2 separate regions of the Arabidopsis thaliana genome follow, and region 1 is linked to region 2. A link is a contact called in public capture Hi-C data. All regions are on one chromosome and are shown on one strand. The core of a region is the stretch at or near the end of the contact, and the rest is flanking DNA. Distances in the headings are between cores, read along the strand shown.

Region 1 (2,700 bases), core at 17-2,516, 310 kb before region 2:
ACTTATTGAAAAAGGGATCTATGATGGGCCTAATGACCCAACATACGTCTGAAGCCCAATTCAATAGTTTTCCCAACTTTTTTGGTATATATATATATATTCTTTTTTTAATCATTAAAAGGCAAATTACAGCATCGGAGAGAATTGTACTATAACTCGTATAATATACCAATGCATTTCAAACCCAAAAAAAATAACGACGAAGAATGAAGAATAAATGGCAAATGTTCAGCAGAGCCAAAGACAGAATAAATACTCCAACTTTCAATTAATGGTCTGTCTTTGCATCATTTCTATTAAATTATTAGTGGGCATATCTCATAAATAGATGCCTACAATACTGTAAATACACATAGAATAATTCCCACTTTATTTTTTTTGGTCATTAACATAAATCAAGCTTAAATATGAATTCTTCATTCATAAATTCATTCCAACACTACTAAAATTTCACCACAATTCAATAATAGCACTTCTAACATAATCCCTATATTCAAACTCACACACACTACTCCATAAACATTTTTCGAGCATATAGTAGGGTAATTACGTAAAAGAAATATTTAATTACACTAAACCGTCATCATTTGACGAAACTCATGAAAATCAAGAATTCCATTACCATCTATATCGTAAAACTTTATCATGGCTTCACACTCTCCGTACGTTCTTGATTCCCCTAACTTCACAAGCATCTTTTGCAAACCCTTTGGTGTTATGCAGCCTGATCCTTTTTCCACCTCGAACATCTCAAACGCTGTCTTCAACTCTCCATCGCCATCAACTTCACCGTCACCGTAAAGATCTCTTCTTGTCATCAATCCAACAAAGTCCTCAAACCCTAGAGACCCGTCTGCGTCAGTGTCAACTTCGTTTATCGCCTCTTGAGCTGCCTCGTGAGATATATACTCACCGACAGAGCCGAAGTAATGTCTGAGCTCAAAGGCTGAGATCTTACCGTCGCCGTCGCTGTCGAAATGGCTGAAGACTTGACGGAGCTCTTCTTTGGAGGCCTGGTGACTCTTTATGTTGTTGTTGTCATCACTGTTGCTTCTTGGAGAGTTTAAGGTTGACGAAGAGTTTGATTTTGGTGATCTTCGTCGGTTTTGGAAACTAAGGTTTAACTTTAAGGTTTTGGTGGAAAACCATTTGAAAGAATTGGAGGAAGGTTTCTCTTTTTGAGTTGCCATATCATTGAGTTTATATGCTGTAGTGTGTTATTCTATTTAGCCTTTAAATCACCTCTATATATAACATGAGAGATTCACCATGTTGATAAATTTATAAGACCATCTCTATTGTGGGTATCTCATAAGAATTTCTCACAATTAAAAAAATAAAAATAATAAAAATGAAGGAGAGAGAGTGTAGAAAGTTTCTCAAGTGAGAAACTCTGAGATACTCTGAGATACTTTGTACAACCCATCATGACAATTCTCATCTTACTATTGGTTTAATTTTTTAACAAAAATACTTTTTTAATAAAAATAATCAAATTATAATATAATATTAATATTTTTTTTGTTTGAAAAACTTTGTAGGTTTCTCATGGATGGAGATGTCTTAAGTGCATACATAATATGATAATAATATAAAATATACATTATCTAGGAAAGTTTGTTTCTTGTGACAATCGTATCCTGATTTTGATTTAAGTATTCACATTTTTTTGGACAATTACTGATTATTATATTTTAAACATATTTTCTAGAATTTAGTGTCTCTTAATATATTCACTTTAGGAGGAAAAAAAAACAGAACTATGGACATTTGGTTCATTCATTTCGGATTGGAAAATATAGCTTACGTCTCCAAAAAGTACTTATCCAAACAATATTCAGTAGTTTGAATTGAAGGAGCATTTGATAAAATACTTGTCATGTCTAAACTTTAGCTGGTGGGAGTGGGATTATATGTAGAGTTAAATTAGAATTTCGAAAAAGTATAGAATGAAGGGATACATAAAATATAGTAAGAAGACATGCAAGTCATTTTCCGAGAAAATCCAAGTGAACAAAAAAGAGGTCCATGTTTTGTCCTCCAAGGGAATTTCGAAGAAGGTGCTTTTAGATATGTGTGATGGCGTAGGCTCAGAGATTAAATGATTAGATGGGTAAAAGACAAAAGCTGTAAGAAATTTCATCGCAGCTTCCTCTAGCGATAATTAATCATTTTATATGACTTATCTCTATAAAATTCGATTGACTCTTCTTGTTGCATGCATTACATTTTAGTAATCAATTACTAGCTTTTAGGTGAACACACATTCCTAATCTCAAGAATAACCAAATTAGTTTGATGCAAACCCGATAATTCACCACTAATTTGATTCCAACACTATATATACCGTTAATTTGATGCATTCATGTCTTTCATTATCTTTGTTTTGTTTATAACTTCTGATATCTTAATATACAACTAGATCATCCTCGCAGAGCCACACGAAACAAGCTGTCTTCCTAATCACTATTGGTTTTTTCCCCCTCATAAGTTACACCACAAACAAATTTAACCATTTGCTTTATATGATGTCTTTGTTATTATAGGTAATGAAAAGAGAGTATACCTAACTTGTAAGCCAGGAAAAACAAAAAAACAAATGTGTTTAGACTTGTTAAGAAAAACGCATTGGACTACCCTAATTATATTTTATATCAAATACAAAATATAATGTACTCACCAAAAACAAATACAAACTAC
Region 2 (2,700 bases), core at 182-2,681:
TCACATTCCAATTGGCCTAACACTCTTTTGTCGTGTTGTCCATGTCAGCAAATTTTATTTTTATTTTTCCGACCACTTACTTTTATCTTGTGTGGCCGTTTCTTTGTAACAAGTTTATGAAACAGAATATTAATCGTATCTAATCATATAAATGTAGTTTCCCGTATTGTGTAAATACTATATGACTTTGATTTGGGGCATTCAAAAACGTACCATTAACAAATAGTCACAGACAAAAAAACCATACAAAACTGAACCACATTTCTATAAACGATACAAATATTTTTATCCCAAATTTGTAGCACTAGGCAGTTTGAACCTTTTTCAGTTAGAAAGATAAACCAAAAGGAAGTAAAAAATATTAATTTCATCGCTCAAAACTGTTACAATTACTGTTTAACCAGTCATAAATTAGTTAATGTTTTTTTTTAAAAATGTGTAATCAAAATTTTACTTTCAAGAGTGCCAGCTCTATACTTGCAATTACTTTAAAATTTAAAAATATACAAATTTTAAATTATGTGTATTGTATTCTCGAGAAAAAAAAAAAAAGAAATCTATGAATAATTAAAACGTAGCATAACCGTTACAAGTATAGTTTCAAATTCAACGAATCAAAATACTTTTTTAAAAGTAGCTAATACTTTTCTCGTTTCAAATTAAATGTCGTTTTGCATATTAATTTTTGTGTCATATTAAACGTCGTTTTATATTCTATGCAGATTTTATGTATAAACTTTATTGGTCAAAAGCGTTACGAATATCGTTTCAAGTTCAACGAATCAAAACATATTTTATAAAAACATCTAATACGTTTTCCGTTTCAAATTAGATGTCGTTTTGCATTTTAATTTTTGTGTCAGTCTAATGTCGTTTTATATTTTCTACACATTTATATTTTCAAAAATTTCAGTTTTATTTTTATTGTTTAAATATATCATCCAATTTGAAAATAATACAATACAATAACAAAAATAACATTTAAATTAAACAAAAATATTTTTAGAACACTGTGATCAAATTTTATCCTCCAATATTTCCCGACCCATAAACTTTAAACCTTATGTAACTTCAAAAAAAAATTCAAATTAGTCGTTTTGTATTCTACAAAATAAAATAAAAGGAAAAAAGTTTCAGAGAAAAGGGTAAATTTGCATAACAAGGAATACAGGCTGGCGTGTCCAGTCAAAAAAGTCAGAAATCTGCATAAAAAACTGTCTTTACCCAAACTGCCAAACCTAACCGTTATCGTCTCAGATATTATTATTATTTTTCAAATAAACATTCAAAACAGCTTTCTAATTTTTCACCTCAGATTGTGCGAATAATATCAGAGCTCTTTCCTTGTAGGTTTCCGTGATTTTGTCGCTTTAACTTCCCTTCTTTTCCCACTCTCTTCTCACGCGCGCGTGCTTCCCCTTTCTCTCTTTCGACTGTATCACACGCTCCATAAACTAATAAACAGACGCACCGAGATCACGACACGTGTACACCTACAGCTGTATCCCAAAACTTTCAAAACCGCTTGCGTGGAAGAAGCGGTGCATGACTTTCTCCACCGTCTCTACCGGTTACCGGTTATTATCCATCCTCCTCTCTATCTCTCTCTCTGTTATAAATACCTTTTTTCTCCTCTCTTCAGTTTCCTCCACCTTCTTCTTCTTCTTCTTCTTCTCTACAACAAACAAACAAAAGATCTGTTTCAATGGCGGATCGTGTTAAAGGTCCATGGAGTCAAGAAGAAGATGAGCAGCTACGAAGGATGGTTGAGAAATACGGACCGAGGAATTGGTCTGCGATTAGCAAATCGATTCCAGGTCGATCTGGTAAATCGTGTAGATTACGTTGGTGTAATCAGTTATCTCCGGAGGTTGAGCATCGTCCTTTCTCGCCGGAGGAAGATGAGACTATTGTAACCGCCCGTGCTCAGTTTGGTAACAAGTGGGCGACGATTGCTCGTCTTCTTAACGGTCGTACGGATAACGCCGTTAAAAATCACTGGAACTCTACGCTTAAGAGGAAATGCAGCGGAGGTGTGGCGGTTACGACGGTGACGGAGACGGAGGAAGATCAGGATCGGCCGAAGAAGAGGAGATCTGTTAGCTTTGATTCTGCTTTTGCTCCGGTGGATACTGGATTGTACATGAGTCCTGAGAGTCCTAACGGAATCGATGTTAGTGATTCTAGCACGATTCCGTCACCGTCGTCTCCTGTTGCTCAGCTGTTTAAACCAATGCCGATTTCCGGCGGTTTTACGGTGGTTCCGCAGCCGTTACCGGTTGAAATGTCTTCGTCTTCGGAGGATCCACCTACTTCGTTGAGTTTGTCACTACCTGGAGCTGAGAACACGAGTTCGAGCCATAACAATAACAACAACGCGTTGATGTTTCCGAGATTTGAGAGTCAGATGAAGATTAATGTAGAGGAGAGAGGAGAAGGACGTAGAGGTGAGTTTATGACGGTGGTGCAGGAGATGATAAAAGCTGAAGTGAGGAGTTACATGGCGGAAATGCAGAAAACAAGTGGTGGATTCGTCGTCGGAGGTTTATACGAATCCGGCGGCAATGGTGGTTTTAGGGATTGTGGAGTAATAACACCTAAGGTTGAGTAGTTTTGGTTTAGGGTTAAAACTTGAATCGATTGGGGATTTTCAAGAGCATTCATTTTTGGGGTTTATGGTAAAATTAAAAACAAAAACAA

Evidence for each region. Capture Hi-C pulls out chosen DNA fragments and counts their contacts.
Region 1: a capture Hi-C map of seedling shows a contact between it and region 2, with 2.2 times the contacts expected there. A contact is called at or near these places in 1 of 26 Hi-C or Micro-C datasets (vegetative nucleus) and 1 of 3 other capture datasets (seedling).

The regions. Positions count from the first base shown.
Region 1 is chr3:18,872,477-18,875,176 of TAIR10.1, reverse strand. CML41 (calmodulin-like 41) reads right to left here and starts at 1,266. Exons shown (of 1, transcript NM_114937.3): 1 at 341-1,266. The coding sequence starts at 1,190. The coding sequence ends at 573.
Region 2 is chr3:18,558,057-18,560,756 of TAIR10.1, reverse strand. MYB77 (myb domain protein 77) reads left to right here and starts at 1,431. Exons shown (of 1, transcript NM_114866.4): 1 at 1,431-2,700. The coding sequence starts at 1,706. The coding sequence ends at 2,611.